Regions from separate parts of the Pan troglodytes genome. Here region 2 is linked to region 1. The links are chromatin contacts, called in public Hi-C maps. All regions are on one chromosome and are shown on one strand. The core of a region is the stretch at or near the end of the contact, and the rest is flanking DNA. Distances in the headings are between cores, read along the strand shown.

What was found. Hi-C and Micro-C count contacts between places; a contact is called where the count stands out from the background.
Region 2: a contact with region 1 is called in a Hi-C map of induced pluripotent stem cells, with 2.4 times the contacts expected there. The contact joins the enhancer-like site here to the promoter of LOC101058342 in region 1. A contact is called at or near these places in 3 of 7 Hi-C or Micro-C datasets (blood, induced pluripotent stem cells and stem cell-derived neural progenitor cells).

Annotation. Positions count from the first base shown.
Region 1 is chr4:11,109,808-11,116,387 of NHGRI_mPanTro3-v2.0_pri, forward strand. It overlaps LOC101058342, which reads left to right and starts at 5,325. Exons shown (of 1, transcript XM_003950503.5): 1 at 5,325-6,580. ROPN1L (rhophilin associated tail protein 1 like) reads left to right here. Exons shown (of 6, transcript XM_009448797.5): 5 at 5,143-5,318.
Region 2 is chr4:11,354,519-11,361,288 of NHGRI_mPanTro3-v2.0_pri, forward strand. The region is part of intron 2 of DAP (death associated protein); the gene reads right to left. It also overlaps the pseudogene LOC134810052. Among named protein-coding and RNA genes, the nearest start is that of DAP, 77 kb to the right of the region's middle. Within about 2 kb of position 1,628, at least 2 of the 24 cell types and tissues checked have an H3K27ac peak or open chromatin away from gene starts, as enhancers often do. A contact at or near this core is called in induced pluripotent stem cells, where this site is marked.

The DNA.
Region 1 (6,580 bases), core at 4,075-6,574:
TCTGTGTAAAACGGGCCTGTTTTCATTTCCATGCCAGCTGAGAGGTGCCCTTGGGGAGGTGTGAGGTGACTGTTGAGGGGCCTCGTATCATCATGAGAGCAGCTATAATTTGGAAACTGAAAAACCCCACAGAGTTGGCATGCCGAAAATGCCCAGAAAATAGTGGGTGCCCTCGTGCCTGTGCTCTTCACTCATCTCCACTTGAATTTCAGATTATGGATCAGGTGTAAATACTTGGTTAAAAACTAAGTGTTTGGCTGGGTGCAGTGGCTCACGCCTGTAATCCCAGCACTTTGGGAGGCCAAGGCGGGTGGATCACCTGGGGTCAGGAGTTTGGGACCAGCCTGACCAACATAGTGAAACCCCCGTCTCTACTAAAAATACAAAAATTAGCTGGGCGTGGTGGTGTGTACCTGTAATCCCAGCTATTCAGGAGGCTGAGGCAGGAGAATCGCTTGAACCCAGGAGGCGGAGGTTGCAGTCAGCCAAGATCGCATCACTGAACTCCAGCCTGGGTGACAAGAGTAAAACTCCATCTCAAAAAAACAACAAAAAAAATAAGTGCAGCTTGCCAGTCACCTCTGCCCAGCACATATTGCACATGGGAGAATAAATCAGCAACACAACAGATGGCAGCATGGGGCAGTCATGCCAAGGAGAGGGTCTTTTGGCTGTTGTGCAAGTGACCGTGCCACCCACAGGCCTTTGGAATTGAGAAACAAATGTTAAGAAATGTAACTCGCAGCACAAGATGAAACAAGTTGCCTTATGAATCCTTCTGGATATAAAAATTGCTGCAGATCTTATTGTCAGAAACGTTGACATGGGTAGTGTCATCACGCCTTTGCAGAGGAAGTGATGCTCGAGTGTTTTGATGTATTTTTCCTTAAATACCGCTTCCTCTGAAGCCTTGGAACAGCGCGTTACACAGATCTCATCTGCCTGCTCCATCCACGCCAACTCCTTCCTTTCCGACTCATCCTTCCTGAGGCCCCGCAGTCCTGCACACGGTGGTGACGGACTTCCATTTGTGTCCAGTGTAAAAGCAAATCCCATCATAACAACATGTCTTTGAGAGTTTCAAGCAAGGAACATGGATTGTGAAATACACGACTCTGCTTTGAGCAAGTCCTGTCTTGGGGACAGTCTTTTAGAGGAGCCACGTATGCAGTGGTCCTGGAGCGGTGCCTGCAGCTCCACGGAGCAGGTTCTGCACTTTTCCTAGAGAGAGCATCATGTTGCCCTGGGAGCTGCACTCACCCCCTAACCGTGCTGTCCACCTCGGCAGCACCAGGTGCAGCCGCCACCAGCACTGCTGGCATGGGAAGGGGGTGGAAATGGGAGGAACTGCCCCATTAGGCCGCAGGGGACAGGGAGATCAGTTCTGTTCAGGGCTCCATCTCCTGCAGCCAAATATCTGGGTCCTCAGATAGGCGACGTCTGTGCCCCAGGTCTTGTTCCCAGAGCCCGCCTGGCGGCTGCTAGACATAATAAAATGAAGTAGTCACTGGGGTGAGCTCAGAGGCCCACCGGCTGCGCTCCAGTCCTGGCTGGGTGACTTGGGTGATTGCTGAGCCCCTCTGGGCCTGGCCAAGGTGTCTGTCTGCTCCTCGCAGTAACCACACGAGGTGACTGTCATTATTCTCACTCCCAGAGGAGGACAGCGGGCTGTGTTATCAGCCTTGCTCTGACCATGGTGTTCTGTAGGGAAGGCTCATTTTGTCCCACAGCCTGGAGTGGCCTCAGAGCCCTTTCCTGTCACTGAGGATGTGGGGTTTATTCCTGACACAGCCACTGTGGAGCTGGACAGTCCAGGCCTGGCTTGCAGCGGCCCTTTCCCTGCATCTGCAGCTCCCCCGTGAGGATGGTGCTCCACCCTGGCCCTCCTGTGTTTGTTTCTTGCGCTTCCCTTGGAAGCACAGCCCCAGATTCATCCCTGCAGGCGATTCCCCAGGGATGCCAGCCACCTCCGTGGCTGCTGCAAGCAGGAGCTCTCAGTCTGCCCTCACACCCCACCCCAGCAGCCTGCAGGGTACCAGCCTGCTCGGGAAGGTCCTGGTTCTCAGTCATGTTTGCCAAGCGATGTGGTGTAAATACTCCCACTGCTGCTGAGTTCAGGCTGCCAAGGTGAAGTCCTCCAGCTCACACAACTGCTGGAAACTTAGCAGTGGGCTCATGAGCCGGCTCCAGCACAGCACCGGGCTCCGAGGAAATCCTGTGCCACCCGCCAGTCCTTGTCCTTCCTGTCCTGTCCTGTGTGCTTTGACACAGGAGATTGCTCTCTCCACCAGGACATGCTTTTCTTCACTCACCAGCAGCCTCCCTCCTGGCTGCGCCTTTCAAGTCCCCATGCTGGTCCCTCATCTCCCCAGCTCTTGGTGGTATAGCGTGTCCTGTCCTCCCACCTCGGCAACCTCGTGGGGCTCGGCTGTATACACCATCCTGCTCGTATACACTACCCCACCCATGTATACCATCCCCCTGTGTATACCATCCCCCTCATGTACACCATCCCGCTGTGTACACCATCCCCCTCATGTACACCATCCCCCTGTGTACACCATCCCCCTCATGTACACCATCCCCCTCATGTACACCATCCCCCTCATGTACACCATCCCGCTGTGTACACCATCCCCCTGTGTACACCATCCCCCTCATGTACACCATCCCCACCATGTACACCATCCCCCCGTGTACATCATCCCCTTGTATACACCACCCCACCCGTGTATACCGTCCCCCCATGTACACCATCCTGCCCATGTACACCATCCCCTCGTGTACACCATCCCCTCATGTACACCCATCCCCCCTGTATGCCCCATCCCCCCGTGTACACCATCCCCTCGTGTACACCATCCGCCTGTATGCCCCATCCCCCCACCGTGTACACCATCCCCCCCGTGTACACCACCCCACCTGTATACACCACCCCGCCTGTATACCCCATCTCGCCCATGCTCCCAAGTCTCCTCTGTGAGCGCTAGGCCTACTAAGTAGCCACCTGAGTCACCAGTTCCACTGGGCGCCTGACAGACATGTCAGTGGAAGCCACCCCAAACTCAGCTTCTCTCTGGAACTTTTGCAGCTGTTCAGGCACGAAACATTGGAACCACTTTTCATGGTTCTGTCTCTGCCCACATGCAACCACCAGTGAGTTCTGGTAACTCCACCTTCAGGAGAGGCTGAGTCCAGCCCTTCCCAGGCCCCTGGCTGGATTATTCCAGCAGCCTCCTTGCCAGGTTCCCGCCTTCCACCCTCCTCACCAGGTTCCCGCCTTCCACCCTCATCACTGGGTTCCTGCCTTCCACCCTCATCACTGGGTTCTTGCCTTCCACCCTCATCACTTCTCTTCACACATCGGCAGAAGGACTCCTTAGAAACACTCCACAGTGCTCCGTCTTTGTTTAAAACCCTTTGACACCTTCCCATAGACCCCAGCCAAAGCCCAAGTCCTCCCTGGGTCTGTAAAGACCTCCGTGGTCTGCCCCCACCCCATCCCGCTGACCTCATTTCCCGCATCCCTGCCTCTCCATGGCCTGCTCTAGCTACCCGGAGCTCCTGGCTGTTTCTGGAGCACACAGAAGTGCCCCTGGAATTCTCCCAGCATCCCACATGACTGGCTCCTTCCCCCTGGGTCTGTGCTTACATGCTCCCTGCTCTGACCTTCCCTGACCACCCGATTAAAATGTCATCCTCCACCCCGGCACTGCCTGCCTGCTGCTCCAGGCACGCCCTCTTCCAGAGCACCCTAGAATCCAGGTGTTGTGGCTCTCCCACTTGACCGTGATCTCCACATGAGCAGGCGTTAGGTGTCTGTTCACTGCTACATCCTGGTGTGTAACAGGCAGTTGGCGAACGTGGAGGGAATGAAGGGCTGTTGCCATGTGTGTGTGTTGGCGAGGGGGGTTACGTTTAAGCAGCCACCTGTGTGAGCTCACCTTCATCAGTAGGCAGCGTGACCATCCAGGCAGGTATGAGATAGCCACTCTGGCAAGGACGGCCTTCACAGAAGGGACTCGAGGTGGGGACTGAGGGGAGGGTCCCATAGGCCAGCTGCAGAATTAGGACACCTGCCCCCACAGCTTACCCTGGCCAGGGTGTTGAAGGCTGCAGGTCATGATGTCTTGGTGCAGAAGGAGAAAAGGAGACCTGGGCTATGTGTTCTCTTTTGAAAAGATAGTAATCTTATGTTACATGGTTCTCCCACCTTCTTCAAACAAACACACAAACAGCTCATGTTTTTTCAATAAGGATGAATTGAGCAAGTTGGAGGTGGGAGGCCATGGGCTGGCCCTGGGGAGCCCTGGTGCCCAGGCCCTGCGGTTCCAGCGCCATGCAGCCTCTGGTCTCATGAAGACGACCTTGGCCTGTTAGCTGCCCCCCACCCCCGCAGGGACTTGGCTGGGAGGGCAGGTGCTAAAAGTGTCTGCCGTGTGGAGGCAGGAAGGCTGCTCAGAGGATGGGCTTTCCCGCTGAAAGCAGAGGGTGGGCTGCTGTCTGGGATGAGCCCAGCAGTTTGGAAGAGTGTGAGGGAGATGAATGATCTCAGGGAGGAAGTCCGGTTGCTGTTCTGGAGCTGAGACAGAGCCCAGAGCCTTCTGTGTGAACAGGGACAGAGCCAGGACAGAGCCCGGACAGAGCCCTCCCTTCTGCTCGGTGGGCAGGCATTGGCAGACACCCAGGGCTTCCTTGTAGGCATGCAGGCCGTTGGCTGCCAGCCCTGCCCTCTGCAGGCAGCACCTCTGGCTGGTGGCAGAGTTCATTCAGCCCCTGGGCACGTCCCCGGGTGTGTCTCTGGGCCAGATGGGGCTGCACAGTTCTGCATTAGCTTAGGAAGTTGGTTTTAAAGACATTGATGCTTCCTTTTGTCTGTAACAGTCATTTCTATTTTAATAGAAAATAAGATCTGTGAATTAGAATTTTTTCCTGGTCAATTGCACCCCATTCGAACCTTTCCTTTTCATTTTTCATTATGGCAATTGTACATTCACCTAGTTCTCAGTTCAGATGGAGCGCATACTTTTTGGAGAATTTCTGTCAAATATGCTAGAGTGTTGATTCTGCTGATGCCTGCTTTCAATGTGAGTGATGCCAGGAGTAACTGTTTTTCTCCCCACCTGGCTGTGGTGCTCCCAGTCCTTGAACACTGCGCTGAAGCACCTGTGCGAGATCCTCACGGACGATCCGGAGGGCGGGCCCGCTCGCATCCCCTTCAAGACGTTTTCCTACGTTTACCGCTACTTGGCCAGATTAGACTCAGATGTGTCTCCCTTGGAGACGGAATCCTACCTTGCCTCTCTAAAGGAAAATATGTAAGTATGCACCCTCTCTAGGATTCAGGTATGTTGACCATGGGAGAATTTCCTGTTTCACTTCCCTCTTGTAGGGAAAAACTCAGTTTTTCCTTTGCTCTCTCACCACAACAATAATCAACACAGAAGACTGCTATGATCAAATGTGTGGAGGTTTTTCCTCACCAAAAAGCAAGCAAGCGGTCCTGCAGCAGACACCAGCTGTGCATTCTCATTCCGTCTCTACTCTGTCTACCTGGAGATAGCCTGAGATCCTACAGGTTGAGGGTTCAGTCCCCAAGACTGCCCCCACCCTGCCCCATTTCTGATGCTAGTTGCAAGCCCCAGGTTATTTTGCCTGTGCTTCTGACCGACTGGCTCTAAATCAGGGTTCCCACAACCCCTCCTTGGGTCAATTAATTTGCTAGAATGGCTCACAGAACTCAGGGAAACACTCATGTTTACTAGTTTATTACAAAGGATATTTTAAAGGCTACCAACAGTCAGAGGAAGACAGACAAAGGGCAAGGTCTGGAAGGGTCTGGAGCATGGGGGCTTTTGCCCCCATGGAGTTGAGGTATATCCCCTCCCTGCCCGCAAATGAGCTCTTGTTCACCTTCCTGTTGGTCTCGATGTGTTTAGCTTCCGGGAAACTTTCTAAGCCCTGTCCTTTTAGGGTTTTTTTTTTTTCCTGGAAGCTTTGTGATTGATTAAATCATTGGCCAATAGTGATCACCTAAGCCATCAGCCCCTCTCCCCACCTCCAAGGTTGGGCTGGGCTGAAAGTCCCACCCCTCTAATCCTGCCTTGGGCTCTCCAGTGACCAGCCCCATCCTGAAGCTACCTGGGCCATCAGCCAATCACAAGCATAAAGAAAGAACTCACTTTGGAGATTCCACAGATTTTACTTGTATGCCAGGAGCGGGGGTTGAAGACCAAATATATATTTCACAATATCACGTCCCTTGTCTGCAATAACTTTGTCCCAACGAATCCCGTGTTTGGCAGAAGGTTTAGGCACACCTGATGGTATTCAGGGTGTGTGTGAGTGGAGCCGCAGATCAAAGGCCATCAGCAAAAGCAAGCAGCACCTCAGAAGGGAGCCCGACCTCTCCCGTGGCTCCCACCCATGTGGGCTGAGGCTCAGGTTTTTTTAGACTTTAGAGGGAGAGAATGTATCCTGTCATTAAGACTCATTTATCCCAGATCTATCCTGATTCCTATGTACAGCATGTCAGGTGGTACTAAATTGTAGCATGTTAAAAAGTGAGATAGAGGCTGGG
Region 2 (6,770 bases), core at 378-2,877, 240 kb after region 1:
TTGTTTTTTAGACGTAATGCTACTGTACACTTAATAGGCTACAGTGGAGGGTAAACATAACTTTTATATGCACTGTGAAACCAAAAAGTTGTGGGACTCACTTTATCACAATATTTGCTTTATTATGGTGGCCTGGAGCAGACCCTGCAATATCTCTGAGGTCTGCCTGTACATATTCATTATTGAAACGCAGACAAGCAAAACAAGTTAAAATCACTTGTACTTCTGTATTACTGTATGTGTGTATTTATAAAGATTGACACACACAACTACTGTCCCATCACAACTGCTGAATGGCCATGGAGACTCTGGAGGCTAAAGGAGATCCCCAGCAATGAGGGTGGTCTACCCTGTGAGTACGCCACCCTTTGCAGAGGTGGAGTGGAACTCCAGGACGCAGAGGCGCCATCCAGCAGCAGGGCGCCAGCCTGGAGAGGCCTCCATGTTGGGTGTTCCTGACAGGCTCCTTGGTTGAGCCCAGCCCCACTGTGTAGTAGCTGCCACGTGAGGCTCTCAGGGGACCTGGCTATCAGGAGTCTGTCTCCAGCACTGGTCCCCTGTGTGCACTGAGGACGGGAGTCTGGAGCCCAGGGGCCTGCCACAGTCCTGCCCTTCCTCCCTGCCCTCGGTGCTCCTCAGAGGTGGTGTCCTCTGGGCGTCTCCTGCATTGATCACGACAAGGGTGGGGTTCTATGCCTCGAGTATGTACCCGGAGAAATGTGTGTGAACAGTGATGATATGAGATCATGACAGCTCTGCTCTAGCCTGAGTGCTGGAAAGCACACACGGAAGCTGAGGCCTAGAAACCAGCCTCTGACTCCCGGGGCACGCTCTTTCCTTTCCTAAACCCACATTTAGCACCTCACTCCCATGTGAGCTGCTCAAGACACTGTCCCATCGCAACTGCTGAATGGCCATGGAGACCCTGGGGGCTAAAGGAGACCCCCAGCAGTAAGAATGACCCTCCCCCCACAGGCCCAGCTCATTCCAGGAGTGTCCAGGGCCATGGTTGCAGGTTGCAGAGTCTAAGAGTCCACAGGAGGCATTCACAGATGGCGCTGTCCTTGTGAAACCCCACATTCACGGAGATAGCTCCTTTGTGGTGAGTCATGACTGAATCTGCTGAGCTTTAGTGGCTTGGTGGATTCTGCTTATAAAGACAGAGGATGTCAATGAAAATCATGCTAGGCTCAGCATAAGAAATGTGCCTCTGCCAACCATTGGGTGGCGAGGGGTGAGGTGAGGCCCGCCGGGTGCGACGATGAGCCAGGGACTGGTGTCCTTTGTGCTGCATCCTATACAAAGTGGCTAGTCATTCTGCTGGATGTGGTGCTGGCGACTTGGCTGAGTGATGGCAAGACTGAGGGTCTGGTGCCGCAGTCAAAGGGACTCACTCAGGATGGAAAGGCCGTGAACTTGCCCTTGTGCACACCTTGAGGGCTGACTCTGAGCTGAGGAGCAGGGACAGGGAATGTCACTCAGTGGCAAGCTTAGGTCAGAGCAGTCTTTTGGGGCACAACCAAAACAGTGTGCATTCCACCTAATTAACCTGGGGAAGAACAACATGAAGGCCTGAGACTTCATCCTGCACTGCTGTGCTCCAGCGCCCCCATCTGTTTGGCACTGGTAAGAAATAAGGCACTGAAAGAAAAGAACCCCATGTGTCCAGCACTTCCGCAGGCGAGGTCCTTGCTTTAAGACTGCACTTTTTACACAATATTCAAGAATTGTGTTGCATGAGAAAGTCTTATCGAGCCTCAAGAGGCGACTCGGCGGGAAGTGACAGGACACCAGACTGAGGGTCTCCTTTAGCTCTGGTCTGCTCAAGGCAAACGTTCTTCCTAAAGACAGTCCAAGCTCTCCCTCCCTTCTAACTTCGCTTTGAAACCCCAGCCAGCTCAGCAACTAATTACAAAAAAATTATGTACCATTTTAGCCATTTTTAAGTATACAGTTCAGTGGCATTAAGTATATTCATATTATTATGCTATCATCACCTTTATCTATTTCCAGTACTTTTTCATCATTCCCAACAGAAAGTCTGTCCCCATTAAACACTAGCTCCCCATTCTCTCCTCCTCCCAGCCCCTGGCCATCACCGTGAGTTTAACTGCCCTAGGGATCTCATGTAAGTGGAATCATACAGTACTTGTCTTTTTGTGTCTGGCTTATTCCATCTAGCATAATATTGTCAAGGTTCATTTATGTTGCAGAATGTGTGGGAATTCTGTTTTGAGGCTGAATAACATTCCACTGTACGGACAGACCACATTCTGCTTATCCATTCATCTGCTGATGGACACCTAGACTGCTGCGAATGGTGCAGCTATGGACGTGGGTGTATAAATATGTGCTCGAGTTTCTACTTTCAATTATTTTGTGTGTAACTCAGAAGTGGAATTGCTGGGTTATATGGTAATTCTGTGTTTAACTTTCTGAGGAATCACCAACCTGTTTTCCACAGCGGCTGTTCCATTTTAGATTCCCACCAGCAACGCACATGGGTTGCTATTTCCCCATATCCCTGCCAACGCTCGTTGTTTTCTGTTTTGTTTTATTCTGTTTTTTTGGATAAAGGCTCTATTCTAATGGGTGTGAAGAAGTATCGTACTGTGGTTTAGATTTAGCAACTAATTTTAAGAATAAGCTTCCCTGCCACAGAATAATAAATATCAATCTGTATTGATCATTCATTAAAGGTCTTTATGAACCAAAAGTCGCCCCCAAAATTCTTCTCTAAAACTGAAAAGGCCATAATTGGCTGTAAGGACATATGGCAGCTGCCCATGAAAAGACGGCAAAAGGCAGGCCTCTTCCAAAATGTCTAACAGCGATATGTATTTTCATGTAACTTGTCCCGTGACAGAGCGTATGTTGTGTTGAAGGTTTTCATCAAGTTTGGCCCAAAGGCTTCAGAGCCCAATCCTTTTTTCCAACTATAATTAACAGCAACTTAAATTGGCAAATAATTATTTATGATGTTTATAAAGTAAAAACAGTTACTAAACTCTTTGAGATGTGGTAGCTTGAACAAAATCTCACAAGCGAGAAACCCCAGTCAAAGGTCTGGGTGTAAGGCTGTACATGCAAAACACACCTATTTTAAATGCCATTAGGCTTCCATGCAAAGTATAACCTACATTTCTCCAGTCTAAGAAGTATGATAGCTGCTTTGAGGATTTATTTAATCTGATGAAAATCATTCTGACAGATGCTGTTTTGAAGATGCAACATTATTTTCTCTCAGGAAACAGAGAGTGAAAACTATCAACCCTGCCCGCCCCATATCCTCAGGCCTTTCCAGACTTTAAAAACTACACTTATTTAAATTGAAAAGAACTGCAAGCCAGGCAGAATTAGCCAGGATTAGAATCCAGATAACACTTCCTATACACTAGCAGAAACTGCAGCTTTTTCACACCCAGACTAAGCAGCCACCTGATGTCCGTGCACGTGGGTCTCTATTGTCCATCTGGCAAGGACCACATCAAACTCTTAAAAGGACCCTTTGTCCTTAACAGAAGTTTGCTATTACTTATTTTCTAAATTTTCTTAATGAAGATTTATACCTTTTTGGCATTCTGTGGAAACTGCAGACAGACAGGATAAAATGCCAGAAACGCTCAGTGACTGAGTAACCCTGTGGAATGCAGATATCATCAAGACTGAGTTTGATGGTCTCATCTTTAAAGGAATGTGGAAAGGGCTGAGAAACCCAAATTCATAGTTTTAAAACTTCCCTAAACTCCCAAACAGCAACTATTTAACTCTACCCCAACATGTAACTCATATAAAAATTGAGAAGACTTAACATTCTTTTGTGTTCTAAGGCTTTACACCCTCCCTCATCATCGCGGTGCTCTGACAGCCTGGTTTCTGCCCCAGTTCTGAGAGGTGTAAAGCGATGCACTCTGTGAGTTAGGGCTGGACAGGAGGTTCCCTACCAGGCAGACGGCTGCTGCAATCTATACCTTCATCCTTTCGCAGTTGAAAGCTTAAGGGCCTTCAGTGGGGGCCGCCTGGATGTCTCCCAGGTGGGCCGGATTCTGTCTCCCTGCACTTAGTCCAGCGCCCATCCCAAGTCTAACGCTCTTCCACAGGACAGTCCTTTGGTATTTGAAGAAGGCTACCACAAGCCCCCAGAACATCCCTTTCCCAGACTCAAAGGCATGATTTCAAATTCCTTCACTCTCTCAGCTATTCTCCCAACTGCATTCCAGTGCGGTTTCTAGAGTTTTGCCTAGAACTGTACGCGACACCCCACATGTACCTACTCAGTCCCCACAGGACACCGATATTGCAGTAATACTTTCCCCTGGGCTACAGAGAGCAGGTCAGCCAGGAAATGAATCCGGGCTCCCCAAAAGGACCGATTGCTAATAATCTTCAAATAGGACTGCTACTGACAGGCAACTTGTGAACAAAGTAATTTGTATCTGCTGCCCTGCTCCAGCCTGGCTCACCACAGCTAGTTTTGTGGGGTCCTTACCCTTCTTCCCTTAACCCTGGAGAGCTTCTGCACTCTTAGAAAAATGCAGTGCCCTTCTCCACCCCAAAATAGGATTCTGTGCAACAGGGAGGGTCCGATGTGCATCTGACTGGTCAGCCTCTTCCTTCCCAAGCATCCTGGTAGGGATTAGGGTCAGCTTAGTTACCACGAAGGTGCATTCTGGGATGGGGAGAAACATGCATGCGCATGCGCACACACACACACACACACACACACACGTGCGTAGTAGTAGTGAAACTGGGAATCTGGTCAAATCTCTGATCCCACTGAAAGTAATCAAAATGGCAGCAAAGGCATTACTGGAGAGTTGTATGTAACAGAATCATTTTCATGTTAGTTTTGACCTGGGTTCATGGAAGTCTACTCAAGTTATCCTCTGCAAATGCTGTCTCCTTTTCATGTAAATGTACTCTATCAGCAGGAAGCGTGTACACAGAAGGCAGGGACACATGGCCTTTAATAAGCCACTGGTGCTCTATTTTCCCTAAAGGATAGAAATGATCTCAGGTTGATAAAAGCTACTGTTTATCAATCACCACTATGTACTATGGACCAGGTGCTGAGTTAGGCGCTCCCCTTAGAAGTGCTGTATCTAACTCTCTTGGTCCTGTGAGGCAGGAACTGTCCATTTCACAGATTAGAATGGTAAATCAGAAAGGGCCAGTCATTTGCCCAAGGGTTGCACAGTAATAAGTGCTGGGAACCAGACTTGGAACGAGGGCTGTATAGTGCATGTAATCTTGGCTCCAAGCCCAGTCCCCTCATTTTAAAGGGCTCAGCAGCCTCGAGTTTTAGCTTGTCTTCTGTATACGATTTAGAGATGCAGAGTTTTAAGGTAAGCAATCTAAATGTAACCTGAGAGTCCTTTATTCAACCAGACAGTACAATATATTCAAATCTACCTAAAGATTTACTTTCTGACTTGATAGTGGATTTTTTTTCCTGAAAAATGATCACTTATGTCTCTAGCATTTAACTAGCATACAAAGCACTTCCACATAAATCATTAGCTCATCTGAGTTCCTTCGGCAGGTGATGTTCTATTTTACGGAGGAAGAAATGGTGCCTCAGAGAGGCTGGAACCTTGCTTGGGGTCCTGGGGGTGGAGCCCGGGAGGAAGCGCAAGGGCTGTGCTCTTCAGTCGGGTTGTCTGAGATCTCCACCATCTCAGACGACTCTGTTCCTCAGTCTCGGGAACAAAATGCAGGGGAGGCTTCAAACCATTCAACAGATTCGAGGCAGCCGACAGGGCCAGAGACGATTCAGAACCAAAGAAAGGATGGACCGTGGCAAATGGACACCATGAGTGTGGGCTAGAGTGTTGGATGATCCGGGTTCAAATCCTGACTCTGCCAGGGACAAGCTGGTGAGCTGGTGGTTGACTTTTCTGAGGCTTAGTTTCCTTGTCTATAAAACTGGACAGCAACAGACCCTACCTTCTTAGGTGACTCTATATAAATGTGCATACACACACACACACACACACGCACATACACACAGCAGAAAGCAACAGATTCTAAACAGGGTCGAAACAGAGTTTCCGAATTTGCTTCTAGGCTGCCTGGCGGGCTCTGTGCTTTCCTGAGGAGGGTGGGCAAAGAGACTGCTTTTCCAGGGTAATGACCTTGAGAACTGGGCCGCACCTCAAATCAAACCCTCTGTCAGTGCAGAAGAAGAGGCCCTTGGGCCTCACCCACTGTGTGCTGATGAAAGGTAGTCACAGTGTGTGCTTAGCACTTGTGTAACAGAGAGGACACGACACTAGAGCACTGCAGTGGGAGGACGGGGTACCCTCGATCAGCTTCTGCCCATACAAAGTGAATGGGGCCGGGGGCTCTTCTCATGCACTGATGAAGGGGGTGACGTAGGTTGTGGCCCAGCACATGCGCTCATTGACCGGGAAAAGCAGTCTCCTCAGGAAAGCACAGAGCCTGCAGGGCAGCCTAGAAGCAAATTCCAAAACTCTTGTTTTGACTCTGCTCAGAATCCATAGCTTTGTGCTTCCAGAGTTTACAGAAAATATATTCCCAGCTGGGGTGACTTTTTAAACATTTCCCAGTAAGTCGATGGAAAACAAATCCGTTCCTGTCATTTTTAGTTCTTGAAATACCTTCTTGGCTTGGTCTTAATTTATTTGGGCTATTAATTTTCTGGACAGCAAAATAATAATTAGCATGGCTGGTGAGCAGAGGGAAACGTCTCACTCGACTGCACCCAGACATTTCTGGATAACGTCATTCTTCAGAGTGTGACAGTCGAG